Regions from separate parts of the Oryzias latipes genome. Here region 1 is linked to region 2. The links are chromatin contacts, called in public Hi-C maps. All regions are on one chromosome and are shown on one strand. Each heading gives the region's core, a stretch centred on a gene start, on an enhancer-like site or on the middle of the called end of the contact. The rest is flanking DNA. Distances are from core to core; before and after follow the strand shown.

Evidence for each region. Hi-C and Micro-C count contacts between places; a contact is called where the count stands out from the background.
Region 1: a Hi-C map of embryo shows a contact between it and region 2, with 2.3 times the contacts expected there. The contact joins the enhancer-like site here to the promoter of epha4 in region 2. A contact is called at or near these places in 2 of 5 Hi-C or Micro-C datasets (both in embryo).

What each region holds. Positions count from the first base shown.
Region 1 is chr13:18,491,068-18,497,611 of ASM223467v1, reverse strand. No RefSeq gene overlaps it. Among protein-coding and RNA genes, the nearest start is that of LOC110016227, 13 kb to the left of the region's middle. Within about 2 kb of position 1,956, at least 2 of the 8 cell types and tissues checked have an H3K27ac peak or open chromatin away from gene starts, as enhancers often do. A contact at or near this core is called in embryo, where this site is marked.
Region 2 is chr13:18,453,244-18,460,046 of ASM223467v1, reverse strand. epha4 (ephrin type-A receptor 4) reads left to right here and starts at 1,699. Exons shown (of 18, transcript XM_020708322.2): 1 at 1,699-2,320; 2 at 3,639-3,706; 3 at 5,823-6,486. The coding sequence starts at 2,224.

The DNA.
Region 1 (6,544 bases), core at 707-3,206, 37 kb before region 2:
TTGTCTCCCCGTCTACATGTGAGCAGTCTTTGTCACATCTACAGAACATTCAGACCTATGATCACGTTTAAAGTCTCAACGCCTGCATGAAGCAGAAACTCACCACGTATCAACCAGACTAGACCATCAGCAAAACTACCACGAGAAATACTCATCATTTATTAGCAACAGAATAACAATGTTATTAAAAAGAATCCACAGACTTATTGTACTTTAAAAATGTTGAAATTAAATCAAATGCACACATTCATTTGTATATTTAGTTTTAAACAAATTGTCGCGGACTGAGTTGGATGGCTGTTGGGCCGCGTTAAAAGTTCTGGAGTTCATTGAACGCGTCAAGCAGAGATCTGATTGGCTCTCAGTTCTGTCGCTCAGCCTGTTGTTAGGTAGTTTGGACCAATGGGGTTCAGCTATGGGCCGAATAAGGGAAATGGGAGGGGCTGGAGCGGGAGCAGGTGAATATAAAGTTGGGAGAAGCGCTCTCGTGTCAGCGGGAGAGATTCAGGAGTTGCTGAATTAATTGAACGGCGTTTGTTGCGGTCTGCAGTAACCAGAATAAAGAACTTTAAAAGAGGTTAAGTCTCCGTGCCTCAGTGTGGGGAAGGGACACTACATTATTGTATGGCTCTTTCGAAATTACATTTCAAAATATGTGGCATTTATGGCTCTCTTGGCCAAAAAGGTTCCCGACCCCTGGCTTAAGGTAATAGCACTGTGATTTTTGGTTTAATTTTAAGGATGCTACTTTAAAGTTCAATACATATTTGACTGCCATTCCTTATCACTATTTTGGAAACGAAAATGTAGATTTCTGTTCTAATAATAAGTGTTTAGATTTTATAAGGATTTGTTAAGATGGTCCAACTTGTAATAAGATTCTCATTTTGTTCCCATTTTGTTCCAAAATGAGTAGTTTCTACTTATTACACCTTTTTCCCCCCACTGTAATTAAAATGAGCAACAATTAGGTTCATAAAAAATTAAAGAAGACAAACGAATTGCTTAGAACTAGCTTAAAATGGCTTATTATTGGGCTGTAAAACATTTAATATGAAGTAATTTCATCTAACAGTAAACTTTGAATGCATGTGTGGAACTCCTTGTTTCTAGATTTTGATAAACTGTTATACGTTTTTAAATTATTCCCTCAATGGACAGATAATTTGACGCTTTCTAGAGATTCTTATCCCATTTTTAGGCTACCTCCTTTTGCAGTGTTGTGCATATGAGCGCACACGCGCACACACACGCACACACACACACACAACACACACACTTTTTTCCCTTTGAGGAATGCTATTTTTCAACTGGTAGGACTTTCCTGTTTGAATTAGAGGTGCAAACATCAGGCTGCCTTGATAAATTATGTTGATTCAAGGGCAAAGGATCAAGGTGGTTGTAATGTAGTGTTTATTGGTAAAGAAACAAAGGCAACAAATGAGACTGAAGAAAAACCTGATTTACTTTACACTTATGGCTTTGTGCTCTGGAGTTAGGACACAAAAGATGAAGAGAAAGAATCTGCAAATGGATGATGGATTTTCAGTTTGGTCTGTGAGGAAAAAACAACTGATCACTCTTTACTGTTTCAGTGAAATGACTTCACACAAACACACATCAGCAGCTGAATAAAGATGTGCATTATCATAGGGTTCCGTTCTCCAGGGCATCTGGACGTCTATCTAAGGTGTTTCGCTGCATCTTCGCCGAAGAACTGCAACCAGAACAGAATCCTCTAGGAACATGAGCTGGACCACTGAAACTTCATGAGCGAGACAAAGAAGACACACAAAAGCAAACCGAAGAGCTGTTTAATGCTCCAATGGTTTGAAGGGAATCTGCAGGGTGAATCAGCAGCACATGTGTTAGCTTTTGTTCTTTGTATACTGGTGGGTGCCTCCTGTGGCTTCTATAGCTGTGGGGGTGGGTGGGTGGTGGGGGGCATGCGGGAAGAGACACCCACGCACGTCTTCAATCAAAGTTCCCCGTCCTCCTACAGCTTCTGAGCCCTGCAGCTTTGTCCATCCAACTGCACGGATCCTCCTTATCAGTGTGAAGAGTGAATGCATTTGGTGGTGGTGGTGGGGGGTTCCAATTCCAAGCAGCAGGGTGTTCCTGAACCACGCCTGGACAAAGCCTGGACAAAGCCTGGACAAAGCATGATCAAGCCAGGGAGCCTCAGAAACGTGGATGGTTAGCAGGGATTTTGATGTAGACAAGGGAGAAAATGTTGCTTTGTTTTAGACAAATATAGTTAATTTAAACTAGTGTTTTTTCACGTCAACATTTTCAAACCACACCTGCTGGTAGGTTGAATATGAAGCCTGACATTGAATAACAAGAATAATCCACAAGGAGTGAAAAGAAAATACTTTTAACTTTTGAAGAAATTAAACTTTTGTTTTTTTCTTTTCTAAAAACCTTGTGATTACTGCTTTAGGGTAGACCAACTGTGCTGTACAGCTCTCCTCTATAAGGAAGTTTCTCTGTTGTATGTGATGTTTTTTACACAGTTTGCACAAGCTTCATTTTGTTCTTTATAATAAAGATTTTATTACAGAAAATGCCTTCCCTTTGGCCTTTTTTAATTTTTTTTTTTTTTAAAGTGTGACACATTTTCATCAGTCTAAACAGCAACATCCAAAAAATGCTTTATCATTTGCAGAATCCTTTTTTCCAGCTTTTTTTTTGGAATTGTTTATGTCTAAAACACTTTTATTTTGTTTTACATAAAGTAGTAGGTCAGAACAGTTGCTCTGTTGGTATGACACCAGTATTAACACTCCCGAAGAACAGGTTTTCCATCCATCCGTCCGTCCATCCATCCATCCATCCATCCATCCATCCATCCATCCATCCATTCATCCATCCATCCATCCATCCATCCATCCATCCATCCATCCATCCATCCATCCATCCATCCATCCATCCATCCATCCATCCGTCCAGTCATCCATCCATCCATCCATCCATCCATCCATCCATCCATCCATCCATCCGTCCAGTCATCCATCCATCCATCCAGTCATCCATCCATCCATCCATCCATCCATCCATCCATCCATCCATCCATCCATCCATCCATCCGTCCAGTCATCCATCCATCCATCCATCCATCCATCCATCCATCCATCCATCCATCCATCCATCCGTCCAGTCATCCATCCATCCATCCAGTCATCCATCCATCCATCCATCCATCCATCCATCCATCCATCCATCCATCCAGTCCATCCATCCATCCATCCATCCATCCATCCATCCATCCATCCATCCATCCATCCATCCATCCATCCATCCATCCATCCATCCATCCATCCGTCCAGTCATCCGTCCAGTCATCCATCCATCCATCCATCCAGTCATCCATCCATCCATCCATCCATCCATCCATCCATCCATCCATCCATCCATCCATCCATCCATCCATCCATCCAGTCATCCATCCATCCATCCATCCATCCATCCATCCATCCATCCATCCATCCATCCATCCATCCAGCCGTCCCTCCGTTCGTCCGTCCACCCAGTCATCCATCCATCCATCCATCCATCCATCCATCCATCCATCCATCCATCCATCCATCCATCCATCCAGCCGTCCCTCCGTCTGTCCGTCCGCCCGCCCGCCCGCCCGTCCGTCCGTCCGTCCGTCCGTCCGTCCATCCATCTTCAGAACCCATTGAATCCCTTTCCCTTTCGTTACTATTACTCACAGTGAAGGTGAGGTTTGGCCAAGTCACCTGTCTGTTGCAAGACTACACAGTTGCACAAATACACAATTTTACACCTAGGGGCAATTTTAGAGATCCCATTTAATCAATGAAGCATGTATTTAGACTATGAGAAAAAGCCCAAATATGATTGAGGAGAACATGCAAACTCTAATAAGAAAGAACCCAGCTGGGAATCAAGGACCTTCTCACTGTAAGGCGAGAGCGTTAAACACTACACCACTGTGAAGCCAGAATGAATATTATTGAATACATTTAAAAATGTTTGACAACATACAAAACATGGAAACAGTTTCCTTAAGGTTTTTCTTTTGTTGGTTTGACATTTTGAACCTAAGTGTTGCTGTTTGCAGCTGTTGTCTTTCTCAAAAAGTTATCAGAATTCCTCTTTATTTCTTTGTTTCAATGAAATAAGTAAAACACATTTATTCAGTTTCATTTTCTTTGACGCGGTCTGAAAATCTTCAAATGTAATTTTTTTTTGATTGTTATGTATAAAACAAAAAACAGTAGAAATAAAGAAAAACGATCAAACTTGGAACATTCCCTCACATCCTTAAACATTCACCCACACACCCCGGCTGACCCACAGTGTTTAATCATCATCCATTAGTAATTAGGATCTGCTTCCTGAGTGAGTATGCAGAGGCTCGATGAAGAAAGGCTTTGGAGGAAGCAATAATAAATAATAATCAGACCAAACCAATTAAGGCTGATTAGCTTTTACGTGGCGTTAGGAGCTGCTCACAGCTCCAGTTGCACTACTCATGCTCTGTATTTTAGAGCTTTGCTCTGATACGTGAATATTTATGCACAGCACTCACATGCTCACTGCTGGGCTCTGGCCTAAATAAAGGCAGTTCTATGCTTCACCAAAAGGTGTAGCAATAATTGGGAGTCTGCTAAAACCGCTCCTTGTCGGGGGTCACCGTGACAGCCAGACCTCTGTCTCTCAGGAAAACCCTTAAAGTCTGAACACAAAAGCTGTGGGGCTCAGAGAGGATTAGTAAATGGGTGGAGAGGACTGACATCCCAAAACGTGATTAAGCATTTGGTGAGTGACTGTGAGAGGGACTTGTCAAGAAAGTACGCGCTGAGGACGCCGGGTCTTTTCTGATGTTAAAATGGCTGGGGGACGCAGTTCGGGGTGTGTGTGTGTGTGTGTGTGTGTGGGGGGGGGGGTTGAAGGGTAGCGGTGGGAGTAAGATGCCGAAGACATCAATAAGAAAAATTTGGCCTCTTTTGTTCCTCTGATGTCCTCAGGCTAGCCCACTTGGAGCTTTCACTGCCCAGATGCACTCATGCTGCTTTGTCAAACACTTGAAGAGAGGATCCAGAAAAATCTTTACTTATTTCAGTGTAAACAAACATTGGGGGAGGGGGGGGATGTCTCCTTAAAGATCACAGAAAAGGATTTGTTCCCCTACACGTTCAGGAGAAAGTTACAGTGACTCATCTGTCTCCATGCATGTGGTTTCATCAACCAGTTTTCAATAGTTTGTCATCCAGAAGTGGCCTGTCTACCCCACCCACCCACACAAGGCAGCTTTTGAATTGACAGCTCCAACCTCTCTATGAGATTTACCATATGGCAGCAATTTACTCTGACATACTGTATACACAGGTATGGTCCTCATGGGAGGAGAGTGACGCAAACTGGAGATACAGTGTATGTGTTTGTGTATTAATGTGTTAAATGGGGTGCATGTGTGTGCATTTGAATGTTTGTCTGTGAAGCACTTGATTTAGTAACTTGAAAAGAATCTATCTGATCAGAACCGTATTACAAAAACTATGCAAAACCATAAAATGAATTAAGTCAGTCGGGGTGGGATGATACTGACTGAAGCGTGGCCTTGTTTTTGTTTGTTTGTTTGTTTGTTTACCTTTGCATTTCATCAATTCAGTCATGAGCTTGACAAATCTGTGTGATTTATTTTATTGTATTGACAACAATTAGTGCATGAAATAAAAATTAATCAAATCAAATGTGTGCGGGATTCCATCTTAGTGTGTGTTTGTATGTCTGTGTGTTCCGTGTGTTTGTGTATTAGTGTGGGTGTGTGTTTGTGTTGGTGCATGCGTGCGCATGCTTACATAAAAGTGTGAATTTACAAGTATGCATTTGTCTCTAGGTGTGAAAAAAATGTAGTACCTATTCACCAGAATTGAAAACAGTTTAAGGTTTTAAAAGACCTTATTTTAGTTGATGCTGAGAACAAGAGTATTGATTCTATTGCTTTTCTATGCATCAGAATCAGCTGATTTACGTTATTTGCATAAACGTATGGGTCCTGCAGGGTTTTTGGGTTGTCCATGTCTCGTAAGAGAAGCAAGGATCAACAAGTACAGCAGTCAATTAAGGACTGTTGCAGTTTCTGCTTAACCCTTGTGCTATCTTAGATGACCCCACCCTTACATTGACGTGTTCTCCCTACCATGACAAAGGTGGATAAAGGTGGAAAGATTTCATGTAATCCATGGACACCAGTGAGGTTCACAAATCATTGAAGAAAAAAGGTTCAGCGCACTGTCTAGTGGGTCTAGATGACCCAACTCCCAACGTTAAAGTGCCTAGAATAGCACAAGGGTTAAACGAATGGTGTGATGAGAGAATGGTAAGTTTGATGTACGGTGATGCTGTTGTACGGTGCCCTTACATTACACTCTAATCGTTAGTAAAGTGGAAATACTGGCTCCTTACTGACCAGATGTGAATGCTTCATGCACTCTCCGTGCATGTAACAAGTGAGTGCCTGTAGGAAGCCTGGAGGATGTCCACACAAACTAGATTGTTTATTTTCTTC
Region 2 (6,803 bases), core at 450-2,949:
AAGTACTCATACTTTTGAATCTTCTTTTATAAAGAATTCCAAAGTCAGACTGTATGTCGCAGAGAAAACACTCACTAATAATGCTGTGAGTATTTTTAAATAACTGTCAAGAATTTCTCTTTTTTAGAAATTATTGAGAATTTTCCAAAAGGTACCTAGTTAGTTTTGAACATACCCTGAAAGTGACATTTCCTGAGTAAGACATAGGTAACTCACGTTTTCTGGTCATAGTGTTAAATCTAAGCAGAGATCCTGCGAGCTCACACAGACGAATGCTTTGAAGTGTGTATGATTGGCACACAATACAGATGTGTGGGCAGCAGATGCTGTGTGGAGAAAGCAGAGTGGGATGAAACGGAAGGAAAGTATTGGTTGGAGGGTTCCCCACCCGCACACAAAAAAAGCAAAAAAGCAACTGGTTTGACAGTGGCACAAAGGAAACGATGGGGTGTAATTAAATAAACTCACTCAAACAAACAGACGAGTGGCCCCCCACCACCAGACTACTGGCTCTCTGACTCGACCATCATGTTCATCATCATCATCATCATCATCATCATCATCATCATCATCATCATCATCATCATCATCATCATCATCATCACTGTTTTAGAGGATTTCAGCACTGACTGAAGATGAGTGTCGCTCTTGAGTCTGATCCGTTCCTTTCAGGCTGTCATATGTGTCTTTCTGACTTTCAGGAGGTGTGATGCTCCTGCTTTTTTGATCAATCACTGTTTGGTTTTCTGAATATGCTTAATGAATCAGGACGACACTTGTTTACAGATGAATTCATAACTCAGAAAAGCGACAGTTTAGCTGTCAGGTCTTTAACAAAACATGTTCTCTTTGTTTTCTTTGCTATGAAACAAATCCAGACAAGTTCATCATGGTTATTTAAGAAAATCCATATTAATATGCCACTAACGTCCAAGGAAAATGGTCTCGAAAGTGAGTGTGAAGAAAACCTTTTCCAGCCAACACTTGAATGATTGGTATGAAGCCTGAGTCCAAGTGAGTTTGAAATGCATGCAGCTGTTTTCAAGAGACTTCCTAGCACAATACTGCAATCGTTCTCTGATGTGACTGTGAAAGGCTGCTGTGAAGAATGCGGCTGCACAAACCTGCAGCAACAAGTGCTGATGCACAACCCCACAATCAGCCCACGCCTGCAGTGACAATGTCTTCTGCTGACCATTCAAAGCCTGCTGACAAGTGCAGCAGCAGCAGCGGTGCATCCAGTGGGAGAAACGGAGGACCTGTGTGGGAGCATCTGAAAGAGTGGGAGCGCCTGGTGAGAAGCATCTAAACTGGCTGTTCACCAGCACGAACAATACAGGCTTTGTCTGAAGAAAAGCTGCAGGAGAAACAGCAGTGCCTCAACATCATTTTGCCTTTGAAGTGAGCTCTCCACCCCTGATGGATGGGTCTGTGCACAGCTCATCATAAACACCCATAAAGCCCTCATCATATCAGGATCTCAGCATGTGACAATAATCCAATACAAGCTTTGCTGCAGACCCTGAAACAGCTTCTGTCAATTCCGCAAAGTGCACCATCATAACGTTAGTGGGAGTCATGCTTGTTCTCTAATCCGATTTTTGAGGCAGAACAAGATGAGCCAGTGCCTCCGCTAGGTGGCAACCTTTGCCCGGTGCAGCTCGTGCGGAGCCAGACGCGGGATCGTCTGCGCGGGACTGCGAGCTGCAGGACAGAAACTGATGCTTTGTTTTTCACTCACTGTGTGCAGCTTTGATTCTTCATATTTGTTCATGTTGATCTGATTTCTGCTTTTTCTTTCTGCTCTGCGCGCCCAAACGCCGCCTTCTCCAGTTTGTTAAGAAATCTCAGCAGGTGCGTGGAGGTTGCGTGACTTAAGACTTGTCGTGTAAATGTCTTGCAGGAAAAAACGCCATATCAGAGAATCATCATCCCGTCGTGTGAGTCAGTGCGCTGTCACCTCTGGTGTGTGAGAGAGTGGGGGTGCGCGGCAGGGCACTATCATCTGCACCCCCTCTGCCCCATCTCCGTGGGGATTGACGGGTGCGCGTCAGAGCGCGCGGACCCGCCTCCTGCCCGTGGAGCGCTTGGTGCTTTGCCGCTGTCCGCCTCAAACCCAAATTCCGCTGGGAAGGAGAGGGAGGGCGAGAGGAGCGAGAAGGACCCAACCGGAGAACGAGGGAAACCGAGAGGACGTGAACAGATAGAGCAACGACGCAAATAATGGCACTCATGGCAGGGATTGTCTTCACACTCATCTTTCTCATTTCTGGGATTTTTGCTCTCGGTTCTTCTGCAAGGATATACCCCCCAAATGAAGGTAAGCATGCCTGCAGTGCTGGAGACCTCGTTCCCCCGTCGCTCCGTGTCGGTCCGTGGCCCCGAGTTCTTGCGCCGCAGAGGAGCGTTGGGTAACGAAACGCTGCCTCGTTCTCATTTACCCAACGGACTTGTTTGCTTTTACGGAAATAAAGAGCGGTGCGTTTCGTGCGCTCGGGTCTCTGAGCAGCAGCAGGGTTTCTCACTCAGCCGCCGACAGCCTGGGAGCGCAAGCTGAGCGCGAACTTGTGGCTCCAAGAAGCATTTTCAGTGGAAGAGTCAAGAGATGAGTGTGTGGCTGAAAAACACAGGCACAATTGCGCAAGTTTTTCCGCATACTTTGACGCATCTTTAAAGGAGAAATAAAGTGGACTCAATTCACTGAATACGCGAGACACCGACCGACGCCGTCAGACTCACTGGGATTGGAACATCCTCCGGTTTGCTGCGGACGCTCCGCGCTTTGATTCTTGAATCTTTCGGAAACATTTCCAAAAGTTGAAGTGCGCTGCTCGTAACATCACAAATAATTCAAGACACAAAAACACGAACAATATTAATTTTTATTAAAGATAAAATGATTATTAGTTTATTATTTTGTGCAGAACTCAAAGCTGCCAATATTTTTGTGAAAACGGGTTTCTTTCTGCTCGGAGGAGATGATCTGCAGTGCGCAGTAAATTGTAGTTTAAAAGACAAATAAAACTTTGATAACCACCATTAGTTCTACTCCCCGATCTGACTCCCCTCGGGAAAGCTGCGGCTCTGTCTGACAAGCACGAGAATTTTAAAGAACGGAAAGACGTTCGTCATTAAAATTGATGCTGCTTAGATTTTCATACGTCAAATCATTTTGTTAAGCGCGGGGACTGATTTTTTTTTTTTTACATTTCATTTATTTATTTATTTTGAGGCGGACCGAGTCTCTGCGCGCTTTCAGATCATGGAAAGAAGGTCCAGAAACGTCCTGTTGTGATTTTTAGCGGCCCTGACGCACTGGCGCGTGTTCAAACCATCCTCTTCTGCCTGCCACATTCCCACTGCAGTTTGAGGGAAAAAGCACAACTGGAAAATTGTTTTTTTTTTAACTGCTGTTAATTATTTTCTGAACGAAAATGGGTGCAAATAATGGGGTGCGTACAAAACGCACATCGGACTGACTGACCCTCATCTTCTGACCATTTCTTATTTAATGTAAAGGCCTGTCACTTTTCTCCTTCCTTGCTCCTCGTTGGACCGACCGGGTTGACCTATAGAAACCCAGGCAGAGTGGACGCAGAAGCTGCCCGTTTATGTCTCCCTTTTCTTCTTTTTTTCAGTCACGTTGCTCGACTCAAGAGCTGTGCAGGGGGAGCTGGGATGGGTGGCCAGCCCGACAGAAGGAGGGGTAGGTACTGAGGAGACGCATCCTGGTTGGACGCCTGGTGTCCTATTGAGCAAAAATAGAAAGATGATATCCATTATTGGCTAAAGCTGTGGAGCACTTTGCCAAATGAAGATGAGCCTCTCACAATAATATCTTTGTTAATCATTTCGTTATGTAACTGCCTTTATTGTAAAATGTAAGGCCTAGGTGAGATCCTTTTGTTATGTTGGATAGAAATATGGATAATTAGACCGTTTCTATTTTAACTAAACCCAGAGGCTCCCTGGAACACCCCCAGGGCCTCATGGGGTCCAGGAATCCAGTTTGAGAAACCAGGCACCCCTTCACTCTCAGCCCCTGCTACCCACTCCCTTTGCCTCCCTTCTCTCCAACCCTCCTGTAATGGTCAGATGCAGGGGCAGATACTGCAGGGGCAGATACTGCAGCGAGCGTCAGGTTTCCTGAATAGACGGCGGATTGAATCGGTCTTTGTGAAGAAACTTTATATCCCTTTCCCCTATTCAGCTGAGCAAAGAGAAAGGAACCTGGCAGCTGAGAAAGAGTCTCCTGGAATGGATGAATGGGGGGGAAAGTGCTGTGGGCTTCAGCTGTAGCAGCATTATGACAAGCTATAAACCAACATTAAAGACCATCCAGTCAAGGCGCCGTCCTGCTGCGTAGCTGGGGTATCTGTGACTCGGTCAGGTGGACGATTCCAGGCTGAAAACATTTTATAACGGGAGGGAAAGGGTTCAGCACATAAGGAGTAATTTAGATCACAGACAAGCCACATTTATTGGAGTGGATGAATAATTGCCTAAATTAACCAAAATAACAGCAATTTCTCCTGAATCTGTCCTACTTAAACAAATGAGATGACAAGCACAGGCAGGCCTTTTAATGTTGCTGAAAATTATTATAAATGATCTACAATCATGTCAGAGAATAAACCAAACCCAGTAGGAGCCCACCTTGTGCTGTTGGTGCAGGCTGGCTGTAGCTGTAAGCTTTTTAAATGAACCAGTGCTTCATCCGAGCCCCCCCCCCCCCCCCCCAGGCCAATTTTTATCTCAAACGAGTGATTGACAGGGTCCTGGCAGCCCCTGAAAACGTGCATTCGCCCTCTCATTACTACCAATTGGTCTTATTCTTCCTCTTTCCTGCTATCAGGGAAAGGTGCAGCCTTATCTCAATACAGCTCGATTACCACAACAAAAGGGGGGTTGGGGGGAGGGGGTGCAAAGTGGAATGAAACTGCATTGATTGATGGGCATTTTCCTAAATCATACAGCTGCAGCTGTATTTTGCATTATCCCTCCCCACTCCTGGGAAATAAGGCTTTAATCCAGATTGTTTATGATAAGACATCAAGTCAAATCTGGCAGGATAACCCGGATCTCTCACCATCCACAAATGTTTATGTTGTGCAGTTTGATTTTTAATGGTTAAAAGGACAGCGGCCAAAGGCTTTGCTGCTCTTGTTTGGAATCCAGCTCAAAGACAAGGAAAAACTTGAGGGAGCACGCTGCTGTGAGCCTCTTAAGACAGGCTCGTGTTTGCTCAACAGCACTCTGTCTAGAGGGGAAATGTATCATAAGTTAAACAAACATTTCCTCTCAGCGAAAATAAGCCTGGATGAAAAAATCCATGAGCCTCATGTTAGTGTGTCCCCCCGTTTTATGAGACATGAGCATTTTTAACCCTGAACCCTTCTGGTCTATCATTGGGTTTGATTGGGATTTGGGTTTTGTTCAAAACTCCCCCAGAGACAGACCTGAAGATGGCTTATATGGAACTCATTACGTGCTCCTAGTTCAAAGAAAGTTCCTCATATTAATGGATTGTAGTTTCAACCTCGAGGCTGAACTAGTCAATTAATTAGAAATGACTCATAAAACATTCATTAAGTTCATACGTCAACTATGACTGAACAAACCATAAACTCCTTGACTGTCATTTAGTTTTGTACACAGCCCACATTATTTATGAGAGCGTTTATTTCTAATACTTTTCAGATGTTAGTAGAATTTAGCAACTCTGCTGCAGTGACTCCTCTTACAGTTTCATCAACTTTGGTTTGAAGATTTCAGTTTGATCCAGATTTTCTGGTAACATTTTTAATGTCTTCTTTCCTCAGTGGGAGGAAGTGAGTATTATGGATGAAAAGAACATCCCCATTCGAACGTACCAGGTGTGTAACGTCATGGAGCCAAATCAGAACAACTGGCTCCGCACCGACTGGATCCCCCGTGGAGGCGCTCAGCGTGTATACATCGAGATCAAGTTCACCCTGCGAGACTGCAACAGTCTACCGGGGGTCATGGGAACCTGCAAGGAAACCTTCAATCTTTACTACTACGAGTCCAACAATGACAAAGAGCGGTACATCCGTGAGAACCAGTTTGCTAAAATTGATACTGTAGCTGCAGATGAAAGCTTCACTCAGGTGGACATTGGCGATCGGATCATGAAGCTAAACACGGAGATTCGGGATGTGGGCGCCTTGAGCCGAAAGGGTTTTTATTTGGCCTTCCAGGATGTTGGAGCCTGCATTGCTCTGGTCTCCGTCAGGGTCTTCTACAAGAAATGTCCATTATCTGTACGGAACTTGGCACAGTTTCCCGACACAATAACTGGAGCTGACACCTCCTCCCTGGTGGAAGTCCGAGGTTCATGTGTGGATAATTCAGAGGAGAAAGAGGTGCCCAAAATGTATTGTGGAGCTGATGGAGAGTGGTTAGTGCCCATAGGAAACTGCCTCTGCAACCCAGGATATGAGGAACGCAACTCAGAATGTCAAGGTAAAAACTCTCTGTTTCCTCTCATCTTTTATGACTGACATCAAATTTCTGGGGATCCTTTTGACAAACGAGTTTTTGTAAACCGTACGTTTATGGTGTTTTTGTCTTCAAGAACGTATTTGTTCTCTTTGTCCTTCCCACTCATTCCCTCCATTCAGCCATCCAGCACCCTGTTAGATGTTTTTTTTCCCTTCCCTCCAGTTTTCTCCCTGCTGTCTTTCTATGTGATGTAGGTAGTTATGAATGTAAATGAAGTAATTAGCGAGCCCTCTGGGAGGTGCTGTGCAAAGAGATGAATCCCTGGAGAAATGGTAGAA